Regions from separate parts of the Drosophila melanogaster genome. Here region 1 is linked to region 2. A link is a contact called in public Hi-C data. All regions are on one chromosome and are shown on one strand. The core of a region is the stretch at or near the end of the contact, and the rest is flanking DNA. Distances in the headings are between cores, read along the strand shown. Region 1 overlaps bun (bunched). Region 2 overlaps bru2 (bruno 2).

The links. Hi-C and Micro-C count contacts between places; a contact is called where the count stands out from the background.
Region 1: a Hi-C map of the Kc167 cell line shows a contact between it and region 2, with 2.9 times the contacts expected there. A contact is called at or near these places in 4 of 107 Hi-C or Micro-C datasets (the Kc167 cell line, the OSC cell line and the Ras3 cell line).

The regions. Positions count from the first base shown.
Region 1 is chr2L:12,466,319-12,470,307 of dm6, reverse strand. All of the region lies in intron 6 of bun (bunched), which reads left to right. Among named protein-coding and RNA genes, the nearest start is that of mir-967, 8.2 kb to the right of the region's middle.
Region 2 is chr2L:12,373,935-12,377,972 of dm6, reverse strand. The region is part of intron 5 of bru2 (bruno 2); the gene reads right to left. Among named protein-coding and RNA genes, the nearest start is that of CG17010, 20 kb to the right of the region's middle.

The DNA.
Region 1 (3,989 bases), core at 1,233-3,732, 92 kb before region 2:
TATTTTTTTTTTTGCCAGACAATAATGCCCCCAATAAGCATCGAACAAAAATTAACTAAAAATGCTATAAATAAACAAGAGTTTATATTATTTGCAAAAGCTTTAATCTTTTGCCGTTATGCCTGCCTGCCTGCTTGCATATACATTTTAAGTAATTTATTATTATTAAATTGATGGGAGCAATTTATTTGCTGGTTCAGGGTCCGATTTGTGGATATGTTTTCTCATTTTTTGCCGGTACTTGCTTTCTAATTGGGTTAGTGACATCACAGTGCGGGAGCCAAAACCAGTTTGTTGTCGAAGTTTAAAGTTGTTCAATTTCGGATTGTTTATAGGTTGCTTATATTGTATGTGGGCTACCTACCTGATGGATTTGCCAATGAAATCGGGCAGGGATATAAAAACGCTTTAACGATCTCCGATAAGTTTCAGGTTTACTCTGAGTCAAGGATGGCCAATTACGCAGTCTTTTGATTTTTAAATTGAGATAATAAACAGTTAGTGTGGCAACTAACAAAACTAATAGGATAGGCACTATTTTCGTTGGGGAAGTCCCTTTAAATTTCTCTCTAACTATAATTAATCATTGGCCAAAGAAAAAAAGCCAAGTTATGTTTTATGTGCCTACGAGCGTGCCAATTAAGCTAGCGATTTAGCATATTTTCAAGTGCACTGCTGACATAAATTAATTGTAAATGGGCAGCAGCGCCGCCATCGACTGATTTAAAAACATGCGTTAATCGATTTCGGCCGAGGTGCGACCGATTCGATTTTGTTTTTTTTTTTTTCATTTATTTCGGGGACCTGTTCGACAACTCACTTTGCAAATGATCTTAGCTGGAGCCAGCTGATCTCAGATCTGCGATCGCAGATCTCAGCCGAGTTAAGAAAATCACAAATGCGCTGCGTGTGCGTGGCGTGCGCGTTGGCAATTGGCCGAGACACACCTACCTCACCTGATGTATTCGGACGGACTTGTATGTACACCCATATGTACATATGTACATACGAACATACATACATATGTGATTTAAATTTGGCCATGATCGAACGCCAACGCGAAACGCGTTTGGCCCGAGACATGGCGATCTCACTCGCACTCAAATCGCTAAAAAAAAAAAAAAAATTTTTAAATAAGATTTTGCAATGGATGATTAATGTGTGCGTTGGTTTTGATTCCCTGGCTTTGTCTTTCGCTTTATTTTTGGGCCTTTTGCATTTTAATTGACACCAATATGTCATTTGAGGCAACACGACGAAACGAGCTGGCAATCCGTTGGCCCCACAGAAAGTTTATGCCGCCTATCCCCCAAGCAGGCATTTCTATTTTGTTATGGCCCCGCCTTTGCTCTACGTTGCTGCGAAAACAAAACGCCAATAAATATATCACAGAATGGTGTGTTTGTGCTTTTATAACTATGTATGTACATATGTGTGTGAGTCTGCTTAGACCCCCACATAAAACTGTGGCGACTTTAGCTTCCGCATTATAACTCAACTAAAAACATATTAAGAAACGTTTGTCTGCCACGGAAAATTTCTCAAGAGAAATTCCGGAGGAAATCTCAAAGCAAATGTTCAAAAAAAATTGTTCGAATTTAGTTTTATATTCGAAAACAAAAAACCCAATATATCAATTAATTAAAAGTAGTTATTACGAAACAGAGTATAGATACATATATTGCCAGCTTACTCTTGTTGATTAGTGACGACTACCAATTTTCGAAACAACAAAATATTCCACTTGTTATTTACTATATTCGCCTGCATAAATATTCCTAGAAATTTATTTTCCCGCTGACTGTTTTATTTATTTGCCTTAGAATAAATTCGACAATAATTCTGTTTACATATTTTTGACACTCTCTATTCTGCTTCTTCTCTTTGCAGGTAAGCAAAACAATAATTTCTAATATTAAATCAACAAATTTTGTTATTCTGTGGTCTGCGTAAGTCAATTAGTAACCCATATATTTTTTTGCATATATTAAATTTGCTTAAATATGCATATGTACACGTATGAAATTATTCCACACACACACAAATTGAATACCATTCAATTAAAACGGAAACGGAAAATGATCGAAAATATTCCGCACAATAACTGAAGGAATGCAAATTATGTTGACATCTTTGAATAGTTCTTGTTAGGGGTAAAGAGGTAAAATGTGCGATCTGACGATCTGGCGTTGTGCCGAAAATAGACATAGAAAATATATAGCAAAACAAAATAATTAAGTTCTACATCCCCAAAATATATCATCCAAAAAGAGCGTGCTAGAAATAAAGCGTCAATCTAATGAGAGAATGTTTGAATACCCTATCGAAAGATACCACTTTTAACACTAGCTGGTTTTCTTGAAAATGAACAGAGTGAATCCTCAAAATGACTAACCCCTTTTTTGAAGGGTATACATACAGTGGAGTGCGAATAGAAAAAAATGGCGAACTGAACTATTGTGCCGAAAGCTTTAAGGCCCCATTTATTTGGGTGCAGAACACTAAATAGTAAACACACAAATCGAACGATACACACAGACTTTTATCAAATAGTGTTATTGTGACTGCCTCGATTGGCCTTGAATAATTCATGATTATTTGTGGGCATTTTTTTTTGTTCGCTTTCGAGTTTTAATTTTTCCTTAATGGTTGTTTTTGTGGGGCTCTTCATTTTGTTTTGTTTGTAGTTCTCTTTTCTTTTTATTTTTTGATGGTTCCTCTTTGTTCAGCGTATTTGTTTACCAAGTTTTGAGACCCTTTTGGCATAGGTGGAAAAAGAACTTTTGATTTGTGACCAAATATTTGATAGGGTTAATTGTATTCTAGGAAGGCATAATAAAGTAGAATATTCAGGGTCTTCAATATTCCGCATGACTCAGAGTTAATTTCAAACTCGACCAAATCAGAACTCAAGTTAAAAATTGCTTAAAAAACTTGTATAAGAACAATGACATTTTTACCAGAAAACAAATGGTTTTATGTTCCAACCCAGATAATTTCAGCTATATAGTTCCTTTTTTTTGAGTAATTGGTTTTTGGCGTGTTTTTGTCCTTAACCCAAAATCTGTATGTCGCCAATAGTAAAATAAATACTCTGAAATTTTTTTCAATTAAATTATAGTGCAAAAAATGGTCACAAGGATGAGAGGCACTAACAAATTCAATGAGTTCTTATTATTAAACCAAAATAAACAAGAGAAAGTAGCCAAAGAAACAAACAAAAAATAGAAACATCGCAAAAATTCAGGTCAAGATGAAAGTCTATTCAACTGAATTGCCTAAAAATAAGCCAAGCAAATGATACGTACATAGTACATATATCCAAGATATATCGTTTATATAGAAAGGATTTCCAAGTAATGTTAGATATATATACATTCTTTTGGCGCATAAACCTTGAAAAGTCGCGACATCTTTGCGATGCTTGACACTCGGCCAGAAGTTAATTAGCCGCACACGTGCCGTGGTCGTCGTATACCTCTTTACAACAAATTCGTGGGCATTCGAATGCAATTAGCGGTCGGATTCCTTACCTGTATCATTGTTTACCTGTGAGTGAGTGTACCTTTTGTGGCTGTCGAGGACCGAACTCTGCCGAGCAATAAAACGATTTAATGGCTCTCACCGAAACTGCAGCAGCCGGACAATTTAAATGCAATTTGCACTTTTATTTTTATCTCCTTCCTGTCCCGACTGACGCATTAGTTTTGCATGAGATGATTGCCCAAAAAAGAAAACAGATATTCAAAAAGATTTGTATGACCTGTAGTTTAATTTGAGTCGGGTTACGGAAAAGGTTAGGATTAGTCGTTGTTTAACCAAGATTGTTTGCTTAAATAAGCAATAAATTTAAACTTCAATCACAAGAAGAGGGAGTACTACTTGAGTACTACTGGAGTACTACTTGGTGGTGCAACCCAAAATGACATACCTGTTTTCAAGGAAAACTATTTAATCTTATCCAATTGGTTCCATCAATTCAAGAACGA
Region 2 (4,038 bases), core at 578-3,077:
ATATTTGCGGCTGTGAGATGTCACGTCAAAGGTAATTTTGATTGCCAGTCAGCCAGCCAGTCAGCATCTTTCCAACAAGTTGCTCAAATCTTCTACTCGACACTCGTAAAAAATTTCAAGTTCTCCCTGGTTCTTTGAGCTTCTTTTTTTTTTTTGTATTTCTTTATACTTTTTTTAACATGCCTCAAAATGCGCTTTGCATAGTAATCAGTTGGGGATCTTCAGTAAATTTGTGGAATGGCTTTAGGTGATTACTTTCGGGAAAAATGACAGTGAGGGTGTGCTGATTTTATGTTATACTATCAACATGATTCTATACCAGTTTAGTTAAGGCTTTTATAGACTGCAACCCTACAACTTTTTATACAACTTTAAGTTCCGACCTATGATGAAATGCAATGTCATCTTGTTTAATACAACCCATCAAACTTTCGCACACAATTTACGATCAAAGCGATAAATTTAATTGAAAATTCAAACTTTGGTTTGTGACTAGCTCCTGAGCACATTGACCACTAAGTCAAATGGGAATCTGCTTAATCCTCTTCGTGGCATCTTCTTCGCCTTCTGCACATACTCGTATTACCAATTTCTCTGAGCCTGGGCTCATAAGGCATTCCCGGCACATTCTAGACTTCCAGACCAAATTAGCTTAAGATTCCTGGAGCGGAATTCATCTTCCATTTACGTAGGCTGCAGTCAGAAGGATACCAGTGCTGCAGCTGAAGGATAAGAGTCCAGCAGATGTGCTAATGCATAGTTTATGTGTGTATGTAGACATATCAAGATGGTTTCGTGCCCGTTTTTGCTCAGATAAATAGGCAATAAATGCGAATTTGTCGGAAAGTTTGCATATCGGCAGCATTTTCCAACAATCTAAAGTTTGGTGCTCGATTGTTACGAGCTCGCTTTGTTTCGGGCTACATGTAAATATATGCAGATATGCCTCACAGATACGAACGAAACACAGATACGAATGTATCTGTTTGAGTTGCCCCCTTGCCACATCCGAATCAATTGATTACGTATTCCGCATTGTTGTGTATTTGTCGCGACAGAATTTCATTTCGTTCTTATGGGACGTTCAGTCGATCAAGCGACCCATTGAACCCCTCGAGCCCCGCCGTACCCCGCCCTTAGACCCCTTAACCCCTCCTGCGACTCACCCATGTCAATCGCTATTGAACTGTAACGCATTCACCATTTGTTGCTCTCGTGTATTGTCTATGCAAAATTGTGGCTGCTGCTCATTCTGCGGTGTACGTTGAACTCGCTCGTTGTTCAACTTTTCGGTCACTTGTCGCCCGGCACTCGATGTTTGATTTGCCGAATGGATTTGGGGCTACCAAGGGTTTAAGGGACATACATACATGTGCCTGCCCGGGCCAATTGCTAAATGGCTAAGAGTTCGCCGGGAATTAGCTGCCAATAAAGTGAGTAGATCGATCAGTAGAGAAGGTTCGAATGAGAAAATAACAAATCAAACTCATGTTTCGCGCACATTACAATCTTCTCCTTATGTTGAATAGCAATTTTCCTATTGTTTTTTTATCATCACCATCTATATGTTCAGAATATTAACTGGCCCATATTCCGTATGACCATTCAGGTTTCCCATACTTATACCAATTTGCATTTAACTCCGTGAAAGCTTTTTGTAGCTTCAACAACTCAGACATTACCTCAGCGTTTGGGGAATTGCAGCTTGTGACTGTTGACAGGGGTTCCTTCGCTGCTCCTTCTTCTTCTGTCTAGTAGCCCCCAATCCCCAGGAATACCCTACCATGCCCATGTTAACCCATCAATTGTGTTCCGTCTAACTCGGCGCATGACTTGCATATTTATGCAATATATGTTTGCGAAATGAATTGTTGACTTCGACTTTGCGTCCGACTTTGAATGTGACCAAAAGCAGCCAAAGTCAAAGCGTTGATAAATAAGCAGCCAGAGGGGAATTCACGGGCAGACACGGAGAAAATAAAGAAGAACCGATGGAGGGAAAAAAAAACTATAAATATATAAAGTGCATGTATTTCGAAAGCAATTCGATGCAGACGAGCGGGAGATAATAATTGTATGGCAAGATCAAGTAACTTTTCGGGGCGGTGGAACCCAGAAATGGGGGCGTGTGTGTCAAAATGGCTGTCAGTCAAAAGTGAAGTGTAACAGCTGGATGGATGTGTGGATGGATGGGGAGTGTTACATAATGTTGTTGGTTTCAGAACTTGTGGCAAGGCATTATAAATGAATTTTCTCCATTTCCCCCCGCCAACCCTCTCTGCCTCTTTCTCGTTTAACGTGTGCAAATGCGTTAACATAAATGTAACACGTTTCGCTGTGGTAACACAACTGCAACAGCAACTATCCACATGTCACGTAGCTTTTGCATGCCAACGACAGGGCCCAGAACACCAAAGACCCCAAAAATCATGTGACCCAAGGCATCCTAAGGAACTGTCACATCTCAGACACCAGACAGGAAACCAGTGGCAAAAGGAAGAGCTGAAGAATCAGCGGAATCAGACGGCAAAGTCACTTTCCTTGTCAGGCTCTACAAAATATTCTAAATTATATACACATTTCTCTTTAGCAGAGGTTCAAAATATGAATCTAAAACCACTTCAAACTGATTAAAGTCTCACAGTTGCTAGTTGATTAAATTTTTAGCACAGCTGTGCTAATCAACGAGGCACGAATGTGATAGTGAAGTTATTTAATGTGCAAACGAATTCGAATTTCTTGAGATGAAAAGTTGAAAAAATAGCACGTGCATTGTTCTTCTTTTCCACAAACAATACGAAATTACTTTACAAACCCGAATAAAACGCAGTCAAACTAGGAAGATTCATTTATACAGGATTTTCCCCCACCGAAGCTGGGGAGTTCAAAAGTCCCATGACAAAGCTAAAATTTAATTAGCCGCCTAGCAAGTGGCGTTTGCAAATGAAATTACCCAAACACATTTACACACACACACACACATACAAAGGGAACGAAATGCAAGCTCAACATGTACATATCCCCACCCCCCCCCCCTCCAGACACACACACACACATACATATTGGTTTAACATTTAGCCACTTGGCGCGAAAAGGAAATAAAATACACGACAATCCAACAAAAGAGCAGGAAAATAAAAACACGAAAGTTTCATCGAAACATGGAACACTCGCCGCCCCTTTGCCATCGTCATGTTTTCTCCGGAAAATTGCTCTGCTGGCGCCCCCTAGCGGCCAGTCCGCCCACCCGCTTTTGGCTTTGTAATCCTCGCGAGCTTCACAATAAACACGAAAATAAAATTTGCAACGTTTTTGCAGGCGACGCGCTTCCGCTGCCAAAGCGTAGAAATGCAATGAGTTTTAGACAATAGATGCCACAGTGAAAGATCATTAAGAACGACGTGTCGAGTGAAAATTTGTAATTCATTTTAGTTTATAATGAAAAAACACCTTTCAATACAGTTGTTCTAACCTTTGGCAACTTCATAAATTATTTATAGTTTTAAATTGTCTTGTTAAAGCTAAGCTGTCAGATACGAACGATAAAATGTCATCAAGCCATATTTACTTAGCTATAAATCAAATTGGTATAGTATGAATTTATGAAAAATCAATTCAACATATTGAAAATTTGTATTTCTGAGAATTAAATTAGTATAAATAAATGAATTTATGTGACGAGTTCTTCAATATAACAAATTAGGTAATTCTTAAATGTTATATTTCCTCGTATCACCACAAGGGGAGGTCAGTTAAAAGTATAAAGTATTTTTTTTTGCCTATCCGTCTTACGGAGGCTCCACTGTGCTCGGACCGACGAGGCTTAGCTGGACGGTGGTCCGTGCAAGTAACACTAATTACCTGGAACTAAATATGGCGCCGGATTCGGCGGCGGGAGCCAATACGTTGCCGTTATCGCCGGATACAACTGATGGCCATTTGTGGCCATGTTTGTGGACATGGAGGACGGCTGGAGTGGGTGGTTGGGATGGCTTTGGTGGTGCATCGACGGTGGTGGCGAGTGCTGCTGATGATGTG